Regions from separate parts of the Mus musculus genome. Here region 2 is linked to region 1. Evidence: chromatin contacts called from public promoter capture Hi-C data. All regions are on one chromosome and are shown on one strand. Each heading gives the region's core, a stretch centred on a gene start, on an enhancer-like site or on the middle of the called end of the contact. The rest is flanking DNA. Distances are from core to core; before and after follow the strand shown.

Region 1 (4,793 bases), core at 1,131-3,630:
TTCAGGGTTGTTTTGTAAACCTTTGTGTCTGTTCATTTTCAGCACTTGCCGGTTGCATCTCACCTATACGACCTGGCTAAGGGATGAGCAGTAGACAAAGTGCTCTTGATCTGTCTTCAACTTCCCACTGGTGTGGAAATTCCACTCGTTTCAATCTACAAAGGAAACTTCAGTTGTTTCAATCTTTATAAGGCTGCACCATGTGTTGATTTTCATTGCTAACATAAGTATTTAATTATACATAATCACACAGAGAGGAAAAAAAGAATCAACACTCACTCCCTGTCAAATAGTGTGCTACCAGCAAAGAGAGAGGGCAGTGCTGGCCGTAGAAGGCTATAAAACGAGGAACTTTTCCTAGCCGTCTCTGGGAATGAGTCCAGTTTAGGAAATCTATGAGAAAGCATTGGAAATGAATAGATGAAAATTGAATTCACTGGCCGGGCTTCATTCAACACAAATGTAAATAGAGATTTGGCAAAAATAACCCAGTACCTAATTCAAATGAGAAAACTTTCACTGTAATGGAGGACAGCTGATCCTTTGAGTAAGAGGGCAAAAAAAAAAAAAAGGAAAAAAAAAGGAAAAAGGAAGAAGAGAAGAGAGGGGAGAGGCACTGATATTCACAGTGCCACTGAGAAGGGATTACTGGAGAGACTGAAACAAAGTAGTCCAACAGTGTTCCCATTCATGACTTTCACAAGTCTCTGGAGAAACAGAAGGCAGATGCTGAGGGAAAAGATGAGGAAGATGTGGGCCAAAGAGTTTGTGGAAGAATATGAGGTGGTGTTTGGTTTTTTTGTTTGTTTGTTTGTTTGTGATATGGATAAATTGGATGCCAGCCGTGAAGAGGAAAAAGGAAAGGCACTTAATGCATAGCACAAAGACAAAGCCCTCTTCAAAGGCCTGCTGCAGAAAAACCAGGCCCGTGTAGAATATGTGCAGGACACAGACAGAACCACTCCATTTGTCTTTGCCTTGTAAACAGCACTGAACACTGGGAATGTGTTTAGCTCAAACACAAACATGCCACCCCCCAAAAAAAGAAAAGCAAGGTTTGTCAGGAATATGACACCCCGATTAAGATACTACTGCCAGAATAGTAATTTCTTGCAATCTAGATGTCATTACAAGACTTCCTGAACTTTCCATTGTACTTAAGGCATTGCCAGTCACCACTCAAATGTATGAGTTTCCAGGAATTCAGGCCCAAGTCACTTCTCGGTGTTCCCCGAACCAAATCTAGTGACAGAACCTTTTGAATAGCTATAAGGCTGGCCTTTAACTGCTAGTCCTTCTACCTTGGCCTCCCTAGTGTTGGCATTACAAGTGTGACCGAATAGCACCAGCTACAAAAGAGCACTTCAAGAGACTAGGTATGCCGGCTAGTGGTGGTGCATGCCTTTAACCCCAGCACTTTGGAGGCAGAGGCAGGTGGATTTCCGAGTTTGAGGCCAGCCTGGTCTACAGAATAATAATTTCTGTTAATAATAATAATAATAATGTGAGTTCCAGGACAGCCAGGGCTATACAGAGAAATCCTGTCTCGAAAAAACAAAAAACAAAACAAACAAAAAAAATGAGACTAGGTATTTATTGGGGGGTTCTGTAGTCCTACTTTGACCTGGAGTCTACACTCAACTCTGCATTTGACTTATTGGCTAGCCCTTTGAAAGCACCCCTTATCCTGTACTGGGCTTGGTTCTCCATCTGTATTTCTAACACTCATTAACTCCTCAAATATTTGCTTATTGCATCCTGGCACTATCTGCTAGCAATACAGGGTGGAATACACAGAACCAACATTTACTGAATGCTTACTTTACACTTCACCTTTTGCTAGGGGAGTTATGTACACTAACTGATAACCTGTGAGATATTTTCCAAACACAACAAAGGAAGGAACAGAGGCAGCGTGAAAATGAAGTCACTTCTCCAGGATAGCAAAGCACTTGGCTGAAGGATCACTTCTAGGCTATGTGGCTTCGAAACCTACCACCCGTGTAACCACAGCCAATTCTTGCTCCCCAAAGCGATGACAATTTCAATGACTTGCATTTTGGTTCCAGGCCAGGAATACTGGGAGGAATTACCTTCTTGTCACCACAAGGGTACCAACACATTAGAGTAGGTTAGAGGAATGATCTAGAAATCTACATCAGGTAAGCAGCAGCTCTCTTCCGCACTCCGGCAGTTTCCACGCCCGTAGGCAGACCGAGGAAGGGAGCGTGGGCGGGCCTTAAAACACGCACGCCCCTCGGGGCATCCCATTGGGTACAGCTGAGCATGTCGGGGCGGGCCCTTTCCGAGTCTCACGGAGCCCGCCCCCCACGCCGTTCCCAGCTCTCGCCCCGCCCCACCCCGCCCCGCCCCGCCCCCACCCTCGTCAGCTTCCTCTGTTGCTCCGTCATTAATGACACCAACGAGAGGATACCGCCTGCGTCTAGAGCAGCCTGGTTCCGAGCGTAACAGAGTGGGCCTTGGACCTCTCACGTCCAAGCCTCGTGAGGCAGCGCTTTCCTGCCCTGGAGCCGTTCTAGATGCGGTGAGTGCCAAAACCTCGGCCCCCACTTCAAGCACAACCCAGAGCTACTGCTTCCCTCCCTCCCCTGGGAAGGCCAGGGCCCTAGCCTGGGCCCTAGCCCGTTCCCAGCATGCTCCACTAGGGATGCCTTGGCAGGTGCGGCGGGAGGACCCAGCGGGAGTGGGGAAAGCAGCCTTCCGAGAGCTTCTCCCTTGGCCCTTCAGTGGGACACTGATATCCATCCTGGTACCCAGTCTCCATTTTGATCTCCATCCACTTTCTCCTTCTAAAAACAGAAAAAGAAAGAAAGTTTGTCGCAAAAACATACTTTCTGCTTTCTCTTGTGTGTGCGTTTTAAGTTCCCTCCTCTGTACAAAAATATCCCATCGTGCGGATTGTTGGTGTTACTTTTTTTTTTTTAATTCCTCAGCGGAGAAAAAAAAATGTTAGGATAATTTGTACAAATAATTTTGTGTAGAATTAGTAGACGTTTTGAGTTTTAATAGTATTTTTGCCGTTAGGAGGAAAAATTCTGGAAATTTTTGACACAAAATCATATGAAGGTACTTGTCTGGATTGTTGAGTATTGGCCAGAAATAATGATCATGTGATAAGAACTGCAATTATAACAAGTAATATAAAGGTGAACTTTACAATGCTGTTTTGAGGCATAGCTTTTCTGTTCTTTCTCCTTTCCTATGGGAAGTGTTTATTGACCAAGTTCTCTGGATTACAGAGGGAAACTACCATCTTGCCTTCCCCCACCCACTTCCCCACACACTCTTAGAAACTGCACCTGTCCTTCAAACAGCTGTCTTTGTGGTAAAAGTCAAAGTTCATTTCTTTTATAAGAAAACAATAGGAGCCAGAAGTGTTGCCACACACAAGTAATACCAGCACATGGACAAATGAAACGAGAGGATCACAAGTTCAAGATCAGCTGGAGATACATAGTGAAACCCTATCTCACATCTTAGAAAAGGGGACAGGAAGGGGGGAGACAGGGTCAGTGTAGTATCCTTGTAGCATTATGGGAAAATTTGGTGCAAGCATCAATTATGTTTACTAGATCCACATGTCGCGTTTATAGGTCACTTCTACCACTGATAGCCTTTGTGACTTTAGATCAGCTATTTAACCTTTATGGTTCTCCATTTCCCCATTTAAAAGAAGTCTTTGTGTGACACTAGAGGGGGTCCCAGCGTTGAGTATTAAGGTCAGATGGGGCAGACATTTGGTAGCCTGCTCTATCACTCTCCCCTTTATTCTTCCTGAACCAGGAAATATGTTGAAGGCCAGCAGGCCCCAATGAGCTCCTGCCTCCAACCCCACAGTGCTGGGGTTAGACATGGCTTCCTGCCTTGCCCAGCTTTTTATATGGGCACTGGGTATGGAACTCAGGTCCTCAGGAAACTCAGGTCCACCGAATCATCTTTCCAGCCCCATTTTTTTTAAATTGACACATAACTGGACATATTCTTTAAATGAGAGAAATGACCTCAGGTAACAGCTTCTAAGGTCCTTTTCAACCGTAAGAGACACCGTGGAAGTAGAAGGAGTCCAGTGAAACTTTGAAGAGTTGCAGAAGAGACTGGGGAACATTCAGTCTTGACGAGCAACAATGTAAACCATAATATTGTCAGCTGTTTTGTTTACATTGGCTCTCCTTCCACTTTCTAATTGAAATTAAAATACAGAAGGTTCCCCTCTCCTCCTTTTTATTTATTTTTTAACTTTCTCAAGGAATTAAGTATCTTTCGAGGAGCTAAAAATAGTCACAAATGTTCCCCAAATAATGCCTATATTGACTTCTTTCTCCAAACAACTTTCCATCGTGGGCTTTTATTACATCATTAATTGATATACTATGTAGTAAGACATTTAGTCTTAGGGGCAGAGTGTTAATTATAACATATGCTACTAACCACATGAAATGTGTTTTAGATTGCTTAAAATACCTCAGGACATTAACTACCAGTTAAATCAAGCAGTAGGTTGAAGGAGAAATTTGATACTGGTGGTGGTGGTGGTGGTGATCATCATCATGGTCGTCATGGTGGAGGAGGAGGTGGCAGTGGTGCTGGTGGTGATGGCTGCGGTGGTGGTGGCAGCAGCTGAGGCAGAAGTTGTGGTGGCTGTAGCTAAGGTATGGTGGTGAGAAACCTTTAATTCCAGCACTCAGGAGGCAGAGGCAAGTGGATCTCTGAGTTCAAGGCCAGCCTGGTCTACAGAGTGAGTTCCAGGACAGCCAGGGCAACACAAAGAAACC
Region 2 (5,108 bases), core at 912-3,411, 3.3 Mb before region 1:
TTCATTATTTTAAATGTTTTTTAAATGTCTCCCTTCCATGAAGCCCCCACTCCATCCCCCTCTCCTTTGCTTCTAAAAGGGTGCTCCCCTACCCACCCACTCCCACCTCACCCCTCTAGCATTAATAGATGGAAGTAGAAAATATCATCCTGAGTGAGGTCTTGTTTCTTTTAAAAGATTTCTTTTTTTTTTTAAACATTTCTGTGTGTGTGTGTGTATGGATGCTTCATCCGCATGTATGTCTTATACAATATATGTGCACTGCCATCAGGGGTCAGAAGAGGGTATCAGATCCTTTGGGGTTGGAGTTACACATTGTTTCAAATCACCACTTGGCTGCTGGAATCCAACCTGTGTCCTCTGGAAGAGCAACCAATTCTTGTAACTGCTGAGTCATTGCTCCAGCCAAGTCTTGTTTCTTAAAACAGAATTGTATACATATTTCTGTAATAAGTAAGAACTCAGGAATATTGGAGGGGGGTGTGTTATGCACGTGGAGGTTTAGAAGTGACCCAACCATTGAGCTGTAAGGCCATATTAAAATAGGAGGCTTCACTTGTGTGTGAACCCAGAACATTGGGGGTTTGGGACGGGGTGGGTAGCAAGTGGTGCTGCTGCTACCACTGGGACGATTTGAGTAGAGTTATTTGGATTCAGTAACATGATACAATATTATTATTTAATTACAGATACCCCAATGAAGTCAATTGTGCCAGTAATGCCCTTTATAGCAAAAGAAAAATATGATTTTTGGAGGGGAGAAAATCCCTTGTATTTCTTGTTTCCATTAATCTTTTTAAAAAAGTCTGTATGTAATCATTTGGCAGGCTTGGAGCTTGCTATGTAGATAATACTGGCCTGTGACTCACAGAGATCCTTCTGCCTCTGCCTCCAGTCTTCAAAAATCTGGAAGAATTACTATCTTCTAAGAGCTTGGCAACTTTGAAAAGTACAGGGTAGTAATTTTGTAGATTCTCTCTCAATAATGGTTATGACTGCTGCCCTACAATATTGAATTAATATATAAAATTTGGGTATTAACAATTTTTAAAATTTGAGTAGTGTTTCTTCTAGCACTTCACAGGCATTTCACGGGCAGTCCCATGGTGTCCGTCTTTTCACTTGCTTGTCTACCTTGCATTAATTACATTCAGGCCAATGGGAAGTTGCTATGTTCCTGCCTCAGGTTCCCAAGTGTTGGAATTATATCTGTGGAACCCTGTGCCTGGTTCACTTGCTCTGTTTCTGAGATAATTTAGCTTTTTCCCCCCAGTAGTGAAGTACCAAAGCAGAGCCTGGTTCAAGGTAAGCAAGTGCTCTAGACCACAGCTACAGGGTTTTTTTTTTTTTTTTTTTTGTTTTTTTGTTTTTTTGTTTTTGGTTTTGGTTTTTCGAGACAGGGTTTCTCTGTGTAGCCCTGGCTGTCCTGGAACTCAAGCTGTAGACCAAGCTGGCCCGGAACTCAGAAATCTGCCTGCCTCTGCCTCCCCAGTGCTGGGATTAAAGGCGTGAGCCACCACTGAAGGTATAGCTCTAACCCTGGTGGAATTTATTTTCACCAACACAGGGAGATATCTTCCATATTTTCCTACAGTAACGTTTTCTCTTTGTAATAAGAAATATTTTTTGTAGAGAGATTATAACACCTTAAACATCGTTTCTCGGCATAGTAATACTCCCTAGTTTGACAGCTCAAGTAAGGAGTTAGGATTTGGCGGAGCATGCGGTTCCCAGCTTTTGTCCATTATGTGTGCCCTGTCCGTATTAATTTTCTATTTAGTCGTTAGTTGAGATATTTCTTATCTCATGTTCCTTTTTTTCCAGAAGCTCATGTCATGGCTTACAGTTCCAGCATCCACCAATGCCTAACAGACCGAGTGATTGAAAAATTACGAGTTTGAATTAGTGGCTTGGGGTAGAGATTACGGGAGATCATAAAGGCCACAGCGGCCTGGCGTTTTTGTTTTTTGTTTAATGTGTATATGTTCTAAAGGGAAGTAGGGGTGAGAGCTGTGGCACCCGCCACCTCTTTGTCGGCCTGGCCCAGGACTTCCGTTTGGTGGGGAAGTAGGTGGGGCGGGAAATCTAAACCCGAGTTCGCAGCTTCCGTCACTCCCCGTGGGCGGCGCTCCCCTTTGACCCCGCGCTCGGGAGCTACACATCCGGGCCACTGTTACTAGCGAGGGGAAGATGGCGGCCGCGGCTGTGGTGGTTCCCGCAGAGTGGATAAAGAACTGGGAGAAATCAGGGAGAGGCGAATTGTGAGTGTTTCTGACCGAGGGAAGGCGCCGGGCCGCCCTGAGGTCGGGGCGCTGGGCGCAGTCGGAAGTGGGGTACAGGGGCCGGGGGGCAGCGGCGCCCCCTCCCCCACCCGCACCCGGGCGGCGGATGAGGATGGTTGGTTGGTCCGGAGTTTCCACTTGGCTGAGGAGCGGAGCCGGGAGCCGCCACTATCGCCGCCGCCGCCGCTGAGCGTCTTGCCTTCCCTCCGACCTCCCCGAAAGCCCCGTGGTCCCCGGGAGCCCCGCTTCCTTTAGGTCTCTCCGCAGAACTTCCGTCTCGTCCCCTCAGGTCCCCCTGGGCTCCTGCCCTGTCGCTTTTTTGTCTGTCTGGCTCATCGTCTTAACTCAGCTCGCTGGGCTCGGCTCCTTTTCTCTCCGTGGCTTCGCAGCCGGAGCTGTGTGGGTCCGCCACTTGCCATGTCTCTCACTGTCCCGTTTTATCTTCTTATTTTTATTTGTCCCCCCCCCCCCCGGGATCTAAGACGACTCCCGCACTTTGGTTCCCGGCCTCTCCTGTGCCCGAAGTCTTAGGAGGGCGAACTGTCCCGAACTCTCTGCTCCTCGCCGCTGGTGGCAGAGGAGCCCGGGGCGTCGGGGACAGCCAGGCATGGCACCTCTGCTTTCTCAGGGAGCGGCAGCTTGCGCTGCCCTGGCCCTGCGGTACTCGGGAAAGTGTGGCAGGGATTGCCGCTTCTTTTTGCCAAGTCCCTGCCGGCGTGTCACCTCGCCGTGGTTTCGGGATGGGATTCAACTTTTCCTGGTAGAAGGTTTAGGGAACTCCATTTTGGCCTGGGACTGCAGCGAGTGCTCGCCCTCCTCGAGGCTTTTCTAGTACTTTAGGATGATCTCTGTGTCCTTTAAGTCATAAACTTACTTTGTACCGTCACCGGTAATTTCCTACAGTAGCGGCTTTCGCGCCTCCCAGTAGCCACCCCACCCCCGACTCCCCGTTTAAGTTGACAGAATTAATCACTGATTAAAAAAAAAAAAGTTGTAATTTCTTCTTCTGAGTCGCTCTGGAAGCTTAGCAGTCAATCCTATGTGAGATTAACTCTCTTTAGCTGCTTGAGTTGTCTCCCTCCACACTCCCACACTCATCCAGTATCAGGTTCCCAGTTGCTCACGGGAAGATAGGAATCTTTAAAACTTTGTTACTTCAAAGAAACCCGGTACACCAAGCTCTTGTGACTTGACTTACTCCCACATCCCTTTGCTGTTCTGTGAAACGTTAACAGCGTGAGTCCTAGAATTGGATTGTCTGAGTAAGTGGCTAGCTTAGCCCACTTAACCAGCTGAGTGACCTTGGATAAATTCGTAACCATTTGGGGCCGTTTCCCCTTGAGTAAATTGGGAATAAGAAGCGTTCTACTCGAAGGATTGTTGAGAAGAGTTAATGTCTATAAAGCACTTGGGTTATAGTAAGTGCGCAAGTGATAGCTATTAAAAGTAATATTATTCCAGCTTTTAGAAATTTAAAGTTCTCGGGACAGCTCTTTGCTTGGCGATTAGTTGGCCTCTGACATCCTGCATATTTACTTTTGTATGCTAATGAGTTGAGAGGCCCTTGGAGAACGGGGATGTCATCTCATTTTTTTTTTTTTTTTTGGTAGGACATGTCCTCCAGTATATACTTAGAGTTCCTTCGAGTTTTGTTAACTCAGAGGTCTGTCTCACATCTAAAAGAAGCATTCATGTTTACTTTTTATGTGCTGTTTAACCAGCTACCTGTTTGTCGAGTGCTGAGAAGGCAGGATGGGAAGCAGCTCGAGGGAACAGGGCCAGATTGGAGGGAGAGCCTCCGCAGACAGTTCAGTCCGTCCTTATTTAGCATCTAAAGCGGATTCATTTGTGAACTGTCGTGTTTGTGGGTTTCTCAGCTTCCTTCTTCTGGATGGATTTCACTGTGTGTATGGAGGGTAGCATGTGCTCCATCAGTGAGCTACATCCACAGGCCTAGCTGCTTTTGTTTTTGTTTTGTTTTGTTTTTTTTTAACAGTTTAATGTTTTTACTTCCACTTTAGAATAGGAGGAGGAGCCCTGCCTAACTTCTGACTGGCAATAGGTGGAGAAAAACTAAGTGGTGTATGAAGCCAAGAATATAAAGTGGGATTTTGAGTTTATATGTGTTTACATGATCCATGCTACCTAGTGTTAAAAGAGCTACTTAAAAACTGTACTTAGGATTTTCATGTATTTATTGTATAGCTTGTGGACTGTGGGTTTGAAGTACAGTAGATTCAAATTAGTGTGACAGTTTAATGATTATATAAATATAATTTCTGTAAGAGAACTTATCTTAAAAAAAAAAAGCCAGGAGGCAGAGGCAGGGGGATTTCTGAGTTCGAGGCCAGCCTGGTCTACAAAGTGAGTTCCAGGACAGCCAGGGCTATACAGAGAAACCCTGTCTTGAAAAACCAAAAAAAAAAAAAAAAAAAAAAAAAAAGAGAGAGAGAGAGAGAGAGAGAGAGAACGTATCTTTTTTTTGAGACAATTACCTTGTAGCTCATACTGAGAGAGAGAGAGAGAGAGAGAGAGAGAGAGAGAACGTATCTTTTTTTTGAGACAATTACCTTGTAGCTCATACTGACCTTGAATTTATTATCATCTTACGCATGTCCCACTACATTAGCTGAGAATTTAAAGTTGGATGGCACAGCTTGATGTGGTGTCTCACACTTGTAATCCTAGCACTTGGGAGGATAAGGAAGGAGTCCCGGGAGTTTGAGGTCAGCAGAGGCTACACAGTTAACTTTGTTGGAAACAAAACAATAAAAGGCAAAAGAAACAAGGCTTGAGAGCTGTCTGGGGTAAGGAGTTAGGAACCTT

What was found. Promoter capture Hi-C pulls out the DNA fragments that hold promoters and counts their contacts.
Region 2: a promoter capture Hi-C map of pre-B cells shows a contact between it and region 1. The contact joins the promoter of Thoc2 here to the promoter of C1galt1c1 in region 1. A contact is called at or near these places in 6 of 39 promoter capture datasets (cranial neural crest, frontonasal cranial neural crest, hippocampal neurons and 3 more) and 1 of 115 datasets of contacts at active chromatin or transcription factors (astrocytes).

The regions. Positions count from the first base shown.
Region 1 is chrX:38,632,730-38,637,522 of GRCm38.p6, reverse strand. It overlaps C1galt1c1 (C1GALT1-specific chaperone 1), which reads left to right and starts at 2,380. Exons shown (of 2, transcript NM_021550.3): 1 at 2,380-2,545. It overlaps Gm52440 (a long non-coding RNA gene), which reads right to left and starts at 2,235. Exons shown (of 2, transcript XR_003953098.1): 1 at 2,094-2,235; 2 at 1-155. It also overlaps the pseudogene Gm18436.
Region 2 is chrX:41,908,954-41,914,061 of GRCm38.p6, reverse strand. Thoc2 (THO complex 2) reads left to right here and starts at 2,161. Exons shown (of 39, transcript NM_001033422.1): 1 at 2,161-2,261. The coding sequence starts at 2,191.